Linked DNA regions of Sus scrofa: all the other regions are linked to region 4. The links are chromatin contacts, called in public HiChIP or PLAC-seq maps. All regions are on one chromosome and are shown on one strand. The core of a region is the stretch at or near the end of the contact, and the rest is flanking DNA. Distances in the headings are between cores, read along the strand shown. Region 1 holds the start of NR1D1 (nuclear receptor subfamily 1 group D member 1). Region 2 holds the start of CSF3 (colony stimulating factor 3 (granulocyte)). Region 3 holds the start of MSL1 (male-specific lethal 1 homolog). Region 4 holds the start of RARA (retinoic acid receptor alpha).

What was found. HiChIP or PLAC-seq counts read pairs in DNA pulled down with a chosen protein or histone mark.
Region 1: an H3K27ac HiChIP or PLAC-seq map of alveolar macrophages shows a contact between it and region 4. The contact joins the promoter of NR1D1 here to the promoter of RARA in region 4. A contact is called at or near these places in 2 of 2 datasets of contacts at active chromatin or transcription factors (alveolar macrophages and skeletal muscle).
Region 2: an H3K27ac HiChIP or PLAC-seq map of alveolar macrophages shows a contact between it and region 4. The contact joins the promoter of CSF3 here to the promoter of RARA in region 4. A contact is called at or near these places in 2 of 2 datasets of contacts at active chromatin or transcription factors (alveolar macrophages and skeletal muscle).
Region 3: a contact with region 4 is called in an H3K27ac HiChIP or PLAC-seq map of alveolar macrophages. The contact joins the promoter of MSL1 here to the promoter of RARA in region 4. A contact is called at or near these places in 2 of 47 Hi-C or Micro-C datasets (heart right ventricle and liver) and 1 of 2 datasets of contacts at active chromatin or transcription factors (alveolar macrophages).

What each region holds. Positions count from the first base shown.
Region 1 is chr12:22,262,279-22,264,978 of Sscrofa11.1, forward strand. It overlaps NR1D1 (nuclear receptor subfamily 1 group D member 1), which reads left to right and starts at 1,271. Exons shown (of 8, transcript XM_021067027.1): 1 at 1,271-1,941. The coding sequence starts at 1,911.
Region 2 is chr12:22,334,613-22,337,312 of Sscrofa11.1, forward strand. It overlaps CSF3 (colony stimulating factor 3 (granulocyte)), which reads right to left and starts at 1,337. Exons shown (of 5, transcript NM_213842.1): 1 at 1,186-1,337; 2 at 906-1,060; 3 at 418-525; 4 at 185-331. The coding sequence starts at 1,198.
Region 3 is chr12:22,236,143-22,238,842 of Sscrofa11.1, forward strand. It overlaps MSL1 (male-specific lethal 1 homolog), which reads right to left and starts at 1,415. Exons shown (of 9, transcript XM_003358056.4): 1 at 34-1,415. The coding sequence starts at 801.
Region 4 is chr12:22,084,457-22,087,156 of Sscrofa11.1, forward strand. RARA (retinoic acid receptor alpha) reads right to left here and starts at 1,303. Exons shown (of 9, transcript XM_003131474.6): 1 at 1,047-1,303.

The sequences.
Region 1 (2,700 bases), core at 21-2,520, 180 kb after region 4:
TCTTGTGGCTCAGCAGTAATGAACCCGACTAGTGACTGGTATCCATGAGGACTCAGGTTTCATCCCTGAGCCTAAAGGTCGGGCGTTGCCATGAGCTGTGGTGTAGGTCGTGGACATGGCTTGTATCCCATGTTGCTGTGGCTGTGGCTGTGGCTGGCAGCTGCAGCTCCAATTCGACCCCTAGCCCTGGACCTTCCATGTGCCGTGGGTGTGGCCCTAAAAAGCCAAAAAAAAAAAAAAGAGGCTCCCAGCTCTCTACGTAGCCCAAACCTCAAACAGAATAGACCACAGAATAGACCTCTCTCTACTTTACTTGAGACCAGGACAGGTTTGCACCAATGGGGCAGTTGCTCCTCTAAAGAGAGATGCTGGCTGTTTCTAACCCCTGTTCAGTGTTTCACTTTCACAGCCACCCACCTCCCTAACGGTGGGCAAATGAAACTAGCAAGGGATGTCTGACCTTGGGCCAATCGCTCCTTCTAAGCCTCATTCTCCTGTCAGCAAAGGAGGGAGGGTAAGGCGGTCTTTGTGTGCCCTTCTGTGGAATCCACGCTACCCTGAAGCACTGGGGGTGGAGGTGTCACTCTGCTCCCAGGCTCTTGCCTCACCTCTGGCTCCTTTACGTTAGGACGGAAAAGCACTTTCACCACAGTTCCCCTTCCTTGTCTTTTTTATTTCCCAGACAAAAGGAAATGACTCACCCCAAAGTCAACTTGAGTGGGTGGGGTGGTGTCATACAAGCAAACAGGGAGTCCCCAAGGACATCCTCACCCCCATGGCAACTCTTTTCCCTACAAGGAGTCACGTTTCCTTTCCATCTCAGGACTTGGTCCTGAGCAGCAGAAGTTCAGCTTAAGTTCCTGACCCTGGGGGTGTCACCCTCCCCTACTTGTCATCTCTCTCCTGTTAACAGTAACCTCAAAGGCTAGGTCAGTCCTGCAATCACGTGAAGCCCTCACGTTTGCAAGGTCTGCAGAAAGGAGCTGTTAGCTTTGATCTCCCAGGGAGCAGCCAAGCTTGCCAGTCCCTCCTTAGGAATTCACATGCCTCTGCCATACAGGCTTTCCAAACGAGCCACCCTGAGCCTTCAGCGCACCCCACCCCATGCGGCTCTCAGCTCCTCCCCGGTCCCAGCAAGAGCTTTTGCAGGAGGAAGTGGGGAAATAACGCAGCCCGCCCACTTTGCCAGCGGACTACATATCCCGACAGCCTCGGGTTTACGCAGGCGCACGGAGCTCAACGTGCCTGCTGCTGGAAAAGTGTGTCACTGGGGCACGAGGCGCTCCCTGGGATCACATGGTACCTGCTCCAGTGCCGCGTGCGGCCCGGGAACCCTGGGTTGCTGGCGCCTGCGCAGAGCCCTCTGTCCCAGGGAAAAAGGCTGGGGCAAAAGGCGGCTGAGATTGGCAGAGTGAAATATTGCTGCTGAGGGAACGTAGCAGGGCACACGTCTCGCTTCTTCGCGCCTGGGTGCCCCCTTTCTCCCCATCACCTACTTACTTCCTGACTGCAACCTCTCTCCCTCTGGGACTTTTGCACCGGGAGCTCCAGATTCGCTACCCTGCAGCGCTGCGGAGCCGTCAGGCAGTGGCATCCCGTGCACTGCAGAGACCCGACCCTTCTTGCTACCTTCTGGCCAGAACTACCGCAGGCTGATTCCCCCCGCCCCTTCCCCCACACTCTCTCTGCTCTTCCCATGCAAAGCAGATCTCCGTTGCTTCAGCGTCCTACCCTTCTGCAGGACTGCAGTCCGGCCAACCCAAGACCTTGCTGCAGGGTGCCTCAGATCCTGATCGCGAACCGGGTCCACTCTTGGCCCTCAGCCAGTGCCCAGGGGGCGACAGTGACAATTCTAACCTCCAGTTTGTGTCAAGGTCCAGTTTGAATGACCGCTGTCAGCCGGTGAAGACATGACGACCCTGGACTCCAACAACAACACAGGTACTAAGATTTCTTTGCTACCATCATTCTTTCTCTGTTGCTGTCTCCTCTCCTCCATCTACGCCTTACGCCTTAGAACAAGAGGAACTTTGTAAGGGACTGGGGACTCCCTCCGCCTAGGGATTTGCTAGTGTGATGGGGGCCACGCTAGGATTTGCTAGACTGGGATTTCCAGAACAGGTTCTTCGGCCTGGGAATGCCCTCGGAGGCGCCCAACCATCACCCCCTCAGAGTCCCAAAGCTCCCTTTAGCCTGAAGCACTCGTATAGCGAGGAAGGAGGAAATGGAGAGCGGGTACGTGTGCTGAGATGAACAGTTTAAAGGAACTGGGAGCTCTGGAGCAGTGCCCCGAAACGCCCCCGTCTGTCCACCCCCTGCAGTTATGGCATGCCTGGACTTCTCAGGAGGACCCCCCCCCCGCGCGCCCCTCCTCTCTTCCTCTTCCTTAGCTCCTGCAGGCTTGAAAGAACTTAAGGAGCATTGGGGCGATCTGGGTTCCAGGCAGGAGGGGCTGGGGGAATGTGTACGATCTCACTGGGGAATCCTCAGTGACAGTAGGGAGCGGCACTTGAGGAGCCCCAAGAGTGGTGCTCTGCCCCAGGGAGGACACCCAGAGCGCCCAAGCGCCCGGAGCGCTCACATGGCTGCGGAGCCGGGCCCACGTGCTGAGTTTGTTTTCATTCAGCTGAAGCCGTGGCCGCCACCCCATTGGTGGTTGCCTCCCGGCCCCGTTACATAATGAGCTCCGCCTCCCAGGTT
Region 2 (2,700 bases), core at 87-2,586, 250 kb after region 4:
GAAATGGGGGAGGGTCCTGGGATGGGCTGGTAGCTCCATACCTCCAACGCCCCCTGCCCCTCCCAGCCCTGCAAGGCTCCTGCCCCAGCCCTAAAGAACCCCGGGATCCCCGGGCTGGCAGCACGGCCTTTGAAGACCATCTGGGTCCAGGCCCCCAATGCTTGCTGCTCCCAGAGAGACTCACCTGCAGCCAGATGTTGGTGGCTAAGTCGGTGACATCCAGCTGCAGTATGTCCAGGGCGGGGGCCAGCTCTGGGGAGATGCCCGCCAGGGCCTGCAGGAGGCCCTGGTAGAGGACGAGGCCGCCATGCAGTTGGTTCAGGCAGCCAGTCTGGGGGGATGGGGAGGAGTCAGGGGGTGTTCCTTCCAGATCACCTTTCCTACCCCCTCACCTCCCTTCTCCCCTCCGGAACTCACCAGCTGCAGGGCCTGGCTGGAGCAGCTGCTCAGGGAAGCCTGGGGGAGGCCCAGAGAGTGCCCGAGCAGCACCAGCTCCTGGGGGTGGCACAGCTTGTGGGTGGCACACTGGGGGCGGGAAGGATGCCGAGTGAGGGGGGCTGACAGGGCTGGGCTGTCCTCCCTTCCGAGCGCCCCCATCTCTCTGAGGTCTTTTCCTCCTTCCACCTCCCACCAGGCTTCTTGCTCCCCTTCCTCCGTCCACTCCGCAGCCAGCCCCTCCCAGCACTGTCCCCAAGAAGTTCTCCCCCGCCCCCAGCTCTGTGCCAGTGCCCAGGGCTCCACCTCTCCTTGCCAGTCCATTACCCCCAGTCTCTCCTCTCCCAATCTGGAGGCATTCTTTCCCAAGGGTCCCTTCGCCTCCTTCTCCCCCAACCTCTCCTCTGTGCCCCCTCCTGCAGCACCTCTGTCCCCTCCCTGACCCTCCGCTGCCGGCCTCCCTCACTCACCAGCCTCTCCTGCAGCTCGGCGCCATCAGCCTGGATTTTCCTCACTTGCTCTAAGCACTTGAGCAGGAAGCTCTGGGGCAGGGAGCTGGCAGGGCTGAGAGGGGCGGCTTCGGGCACCATCCAGAGTGCAATGTGCCAGAGCAGCAGCTGCAGGGCTGGGAGCAGACAGGGGCTCAGGGAACGTGCCGTCCACTCCACCTGAGTCCCTTTCCAGGATCCTAGGGACCCCCAGTCCTCTGCCCCTCTGCCCCTCCCCACGTCCAGGGCCCCGGACACTCACCCATCAGCTTCATGGGGCTCTGGGCAGCAGGCTCAGCCGAGGGTCTGGGTGGGTCTGTAGGTTCTGGGTTCTGTCAGGGACCAGATCTGGGGGCCTTTATACATAAGCCCATGGAGGCCTGGGAGGAAATTACCTGGTGCCGCGACTAAGGCTTAGTAATAACTTCCCAAGACTTATGCAAATTTGTTGTCCAGGACAATGCAGGGCGGTTGGGGCAAAACAAAAAAAAAAAACTGTTTGCGAAAGTTTTGTGAAATTGTGGAATCTCTGATTCTTCTTTGACGTCTGGTCCCCCTCGGACTCCCTTCCTCCCCTAGCCCCACCCAGGCCTGCATTGCCCCAGGGTGTTTGAACCGCTAAACAAAAGCTGAGCCAGTGATAGAGGCCTTGGGGGCTGGAGTAAGGTCAGAACTCAGGGCAGAGGCAGGCCTCCCTCCCTCCCCGGCACATGTCCCCATGAAGCCCCCTTTGCCACTCTCTCTTGGGATTCTCAAGCCACCTGCTCCCTCAGCCCCAGCTCTGAGAAGGAAGAAGCTAGGTGCTCCCGTTTCTATCCCCCAAATTCCCAGGCACCTGCCTCCCTGAGTGCCCTTCGGAGGGGCTGGAGCCTGAGATAAGGACATGGGGGTCTTGCCTCCTGTCCCCAGCCCACACTGTGATAGGCACCATCCCAGGTTCCTGTTCTGAACTGGGTAGCTGGGAACTCCCCAATCCCCCCCATGACTCATTCCTTTAAGCCCCCGGAATCCTGGCAGAGACTGGAGGAAACCGGATGACTGTCCTGATGAAGCAAGACCCTTCGAGCCTCTTAGTTCACCTGACCTTGCCCTTCCTCCTCCTCCCCCCGCACTACCCCTCCCCCGACAATGTCCTAGTGCTTTGGGGCTTGAGGATCTGGGATATGGGGCTTCCCTGGCCAGGTTCACTGCCAGCCAGAGTATGGGTGCTGTCCTGAGCAGAGAAGGGTGAGAAAGAAGAAAGTGCCTGGCTTCAAACTGGAGAACCATGCACTGTGAGCGCTGGAAGGGACTTTGGAGTTCGTTCCAACCCTGTGAACTGGGCCAGTGAGGGCAGAGCCTTGCCCAAGGTCATGGGCAGCAGAGTCAGAGTTATAACCTGGACCTCTGCCTGGCGCCTGAGAGTTTTCCACAGGCCATGGGGCCTACCTGGGGAAGTCTGACCAACTGCACTCAAGGCTGTCACTTTCTGTCCCAATTTACCCTACAAGGTGCCAGAACAGTGAGCCTTTGGATGAGGAGTGGGTGTGTCTGACTGGGCCAGGCCATCTCTGCGGAGACGGGGCCCCCTGGTGGCCACAACGGGAAGGGACGTCACCGGCTAATCCAGTCATTTCTTGCCTCTGGTCCCCTGGCCTGCAGGGTGGCCTTGGCCCCCAACAACACCTTAGGTTAGGCAACTGGCTACCAGGCCCCGACTGAGCCCATCCCTGGGCCCAGCTCCATGGGAATATAGGGGCGGGTTTAACAGAACCGTGAGGGGCCTCCTCTCCCTCCC
Region 3 (2,700 bases), core at 165-2,664, 150 kb after region 4:
CTCGTCCCGAACGCAGATTAACCCCTCCCGTACCGTGTCTCTCTCTGACTTCAGCTCCTCGATCTCCTTCTCCTTGGCCTGCAGCTGCTGCTGCTGCTGTTCGATGAGGTCCAATTGCAGCAGAAGGATCTGTTTGAGGCAGGCGGCCTGACTGGAGGCTCCCGAGCCGCCGCCACCCCCGAGAGGGCTCTTCCTCATACTCTTCCATCGGCCCTCGCTGGCCGCCAGGGTCCCGGCGGTGGCGGTGGGCGCGAGGGGTGGCGGCCCGGGCAGAGGTAGTGGTGGGGGTCCCGCCGGGTCCGAGGCGGTGGCAGCTGGGGGAGCCGCCCCACCCTTGTCCCCAGCCCAGGGCGTAGGCTCTTTGGCCGCCGCCACGAGAGAGCCCGTCTGAATGGGCAGCACCGCCTGATACTTGGGTCGGGGACTGCAGCCGGCTCCGGCTGCCGCTGGCTCCCCCCCAATGCCAGCTTGTTTGGTGGCCGGGGGCGGACAGGGCAAGGGCACCGAGCCGCCCCAGCTCTCTTCCTGCTGCCCGGGGGCCGCCCCGGCCGGGAGTAACAAGCCCCGGCCCTTGCCGCCGCAGCCGGCCGGGGAGGGCGCGGGGCTCCCGCCCTGGGAGGAGGCCAGCGGGGGCCCCGGCTCCTTGAGCTTACGGTGCCGGGGGAGGAAGTGGGCTTCGGCCGCCCCGGGCTCGTCCTCGGGCCCGCCCAGCGCCGCAGCCCGCTCGTAGTCCAGTCGCTGCTCAGGGTTGCCGCCGGCAGGGGCCGCGGCCGCCTTGAACACTGCGGATCTCATGGTCATAGTGGTCCGGAGCAGCGCCGGGGACCGAGACGGAGGAGGGGGTGGGGAAGGGGCGAGGTGCTGGGGGTCGAGGACGGAGGAGGGGGAGGGGAGTTTGGCGGGCTCGCCTCAGCAGCGCGGCAGCAGGCCTCGGCTAGCGCGGCTCCTCCGGGGCCCGGGCGCCATCCCGCCGGCGTGCGGAGAAGTGGAGGCCGCGGCTGAGGCCCGCCGCCGGCCCATGGGGGCCTCGCCGCCGCCTCTGCTGCCGCCGCCGCCGCCTTCGCCTCAGAGGCAGGAGCTCGCACCCAGCCGCCCCGAGCTCATCCCCGGAGCTCGCTTCGGCCCCCCCTGGCCCGGCCGGGCCCGCCTCGTCTCCCCACCCCACACCCCCCTTCCCCGCCCCGGCCCCCCGCCCCGGAGCTCGCCTCAGCCGCCCCGAGCCTCCATTTTCCCCCCTCTCCTCCTCAGGAGGGGGTGGGAGGGATGGGTCCGCCCAAAGCCCTCCTACTCCGGGAGGGGGTCTGTCGCCTCCCCTGGGGGTCTCCGGGCTCCGAGTCCCCCTCCCCCACTGTCACCCCCGGCGCCTCAGCGTTTCCCTTTAAAAAAACGGAGCCGCTCCGAGCCGCCGCCGCCGCGGCCGCCGCCGGCAGGAGGGCGCATGCGCTGGGAGGGACGCGGGCGGGAGCGAACCGGGAGCCGAGAGGAGGGAGGCGGGCCGCGCTATTGTGAAAGGGGCCGCCGCCGCCTCGAGGAGGGCGGGGAGGGGGCCGCGGGGGCGCCGGGCGCGGGGGCCGGCGAGGGGAGGCCGGGGATGAGGGGCGAGGACCCAGAAGCCGGCGGAGCGGCGGGGTGAAGGTGGGCTGCCGGGGGAGGGGCGAGCCGGGGGAGGGCCAGGAGGAGGGAAGAAAGGGCGACTGCGGAGGCTCCCCGGGAGAGAGGAGCGCGAGAGAATGGGGCTGAGAGCAAGGAAGGGGGCTTCGGGAGGCTGAGGCGCCCTCCGTGGAAGTGTACCGAGCGCTCCACGTACCCGCCCTGCGCTGGGCGGCCCCTTCCCGGGGCACCTTGGCAACCCGTCTGGCCCTCGCCAGAGGGGCCCTGCGGCCCCCGCAGCCCCGCACGCCTCCTGGACCGGAGTCAGGATGCAGGCTCCTGTGGGTGTTTTCTGGGCATAGAATTCTAACCCCTCCACCCCCTGCACTCCCCAGCAGCCCCACACTGGTATGGGAGAGAATGAAGTTCTTTGTCTCTAAGGGATCCAGACCAGAAACGGAGGGGACCTCTGGTTCCCCAAGGAAGGAAAATCCCTGCTGTCTGCTGCCTGGGGAGTTGTTGCCACCACCTCCCTGAAATGAAGTATTGCCAGCTACCAACAGTTCTTTCCCAACGGCCATGTCCCCAGCCTTCTTAAGTCACTTCTAGCATCTTCTGGGGGTTCATGAAAGACTGAAGAAAGGAAGGCATTTTTACCTTTACCCAGAATAGGAATAATTTAGGGTATTTTATGCTGAGCACTTCATCTTCTCCGTGTTCCTTGTGTGTATGTGTCTGTCCGTCTTAACTTCCAGGCAACTTTAGCCAACAAATCCTCACAGAATTCCTCGTGGAAAAACTCTTAATAGTTTTAATTGATTGTTTTTCTTTTCTGTTGAGGTGGGATTTTTTTTTTCTTCAGTCCATATGGAGAGGGAGATGACTAACATTCTTTGGCCCAATGTGAAAACCTCTAATTAAAACTGTATCTCTGCCTTGTGGGCCCAAAGCATAAAGCACTGGAAAATTGAGATAAATAGGTGTGAATGTGTTGAGAAGCCAAGAGAGCCCCAGCCTTCTTCTACCAGACTTTATGGCCTCAGATCTGCAAGGGGGATTTTATTGAAGTTAGGGATACCAATGAAGGGGAGAGGGGGTTGTATGGCAAGA
Region 4 (2,700 bases), core at 53-2,552:
TACAACATACACGGTACACAGGCACACAGGCACACATGTGCACACGTCTCCCAGGCAGAAGGCAATCTGGTTACAGAAGAGGGAGCTGGCAGTTGGTGGAGGCCCAGGGTACCCCTCCACGCCAGCACAAAGGCATGCTATCCAAGGTAGGCTGGACAGTGGACAAGTGTCTCCAAGACTGGGGGCTTTTCTTGTATGATTTCCACATGAGCTGGTTCTCATCTCCAGCCTAGTGCACGGCCCCCTTCCCCCAGAGCAACCCGACAACAGGGCCATGCCCGGAGAGGAGAAAGGGCACTGCCAAGCAGATTTTCCAGCTTCCCCCTCCCACATACACATCTGGCTAGCAGCTTCTCCACCTCGTGGGTGGCACCAGGTCCCAGACACCCTGGGCAGAACCAAGACAACCAATCTATTCCATCCTTCTCATACCCCCACAAGCTTCCACAACCCCATGGTGCCTACAAACCCAGAGACATCCCTCCCCTGGCTGCACTGGCTCCCCGTACCCAATTCTGACGGCTCCCCGCACTCCACGGGGGACACCAGCTGAATGGGCCCCGCCTCCCAACTGGCTGCCTCAGATGGGGTGGGCCCCCGGGCTGATTCTCCCCAAACCACAGGGCGGCTCAGATAACAGCAGGGAAAGAAGGAGGGGGCTAGTCCGTTGGGCATCTGATCTCTCCCCAAACAGGTTTGAAAATCTTTTTGTTTTGTTTGTTTGTGAAGAGAAAAAGCGAGAGAGAGCAGGAGTTCCCAGCGGCGGTTCTGCCACAGCTCGGACGCCTGAGACACGCGCGGCAGACGGCCCCAGACGCCTCACGGCTGCGCGCGAAGACACGGGCGCAGACAGACTCACAGACGGGGCTCCCCCACCCCGAGCACGGCGGCGGCGGGTTGGGAAGCCCAGGAAACCCCAGGTGGCCGTCCGAACCCGCCCGGCACTGGGTCTCTTCCACCCCGCGGGTCCTATCAGCAGCAGACCGAGGGGCGACGATGCCTGCGAGGGCCCGGGGCTCTCCAAAATCCCCGGGGGGAGAGGTTACCTCGCAGTGGGGGGGGACGCAATCCGTCCCGGTCGCCCGCGGGCACAGCGTCTGCCCTGACCCTGCGCCTTGGAGCCGCTCCGCGTCAGGGGTTGCGGGGTCCAGGGAGACGACCAGTTGGGGGGGGCCGCGGCTCAGGGGCGCGGGGCGAAAGCAGCGGCCATGGCGAGTCACGTGCGGAGGCTGAAACTTTACCCGGAGCCCCAGACTGGGGGGGCGGAGGGTACCGAGCCGCGGGGAGGCCCTCAACCTCCGGTCCGCCCCCGTCCTCCCACAGACCAATCACCATCCAGGGGCGGGCCCACAAGATCACGCCCCCCTTTCTCCCTAATAGACCCAGGGAAAGGGTGAGTCTTAAAGGAGCCGCGCCTAGCAGAAGCTGGACCGTGGGAATCTGGGAGAATCCCTCCCTCTGCCCCCAAAGGAGAGACTCAGGGCGAGGAGGCGAAGAAGTTCTGCGCGAAGAACGGAAAGAAGGCTCAGTGGAGAAGGGACGGCAATGTGTGGTATCACACTCCCTTCCCTCCGACCACACACACCCACACTCACAGGGGCAAGTATCTCACACACACACACCTCTTGCACCTAAGCCGGGGTTACACAGACACACACACACACACACACAACCTCTTGCACCTAAGTCGGGGTTACACACACACACACACACACACCCTGATGGCACCTAAGCCGGGGTTAGAGAGGCGGCAACGTAATATGGAAGTGAATACAGTGACTCCGCCCCTAGCTGTCAAGCCCCTAGACTCCCATAATTATAATCTTCCTCGAGGAACCCCTTGGAACTGAGAGCTGTGTGACCTTGAACAAGTCTCTTTCTTTTCTCTGAATCTTAATTTTCTTACCGGCAAAAAAAGGAGTGCCAGAGCAGGTAGACGGCCCTCAGGCACACCTCCTCGCCTCTCCCGCCAAATAACCTCTCCGGCTCGAGTGGGTCGGAGGACCTTCGGCCCAACCGTACCCCTCAGCGATCCCTAGTTCCCTTACCCCCAATGGACAGCGGCTCGTGGATCTTTCAAGAGCCGAGTAGGGGGCGCCCAGGAGCACTCGTACATGCAAGGGACTCAGTCTCCAGCTTCTTTTTCCTGGCCCAGGCTGAGGAGCCAGGAAAGCTCGCGTTCTTGTTCTAGCGGGGCAGGATCTGAATCATTCTCTCTGCGGAGACCTCAACCCCCAGCAGAGCCACAATTCCCCTCCCAGCCTGTGGCTCCATTTGGAAGGACCATCTCCCCATCTACTGGGGTGGGGGGCGGGGAGGAGGAAGAGGAATCAGTAGGGAACACCCCTCCCCTTTCCTGGTCGGAGAAGTGGCCACAAGTGCCCCCCACAGGACTTCCCACTGGAAGGGGAAGTGCCACACTCTCAGGCGTCCACCCCAGTGAGGAGGCTCTCAGCCTGACCCGACTGGCAGAGCTCTCAAACCCATCGGCCCGACGGCCCCTGCTTTACAGACAAGGGACCCGAGGCTGGGAGTGGACACGGGTGTAGCCCACGATCGCACCGGCACCGGCTGCACGGCCCTGCCTAGGATTGAGGTATCTGACTGTCTCTCTCCAGCTTTAGGCCCTCGGCCTTGGTTAGGTAGGACAAGCAGTGTCGGCGAGACGCTCTGCCCTGAGGTCCCGGCGCAGAAGAGCGC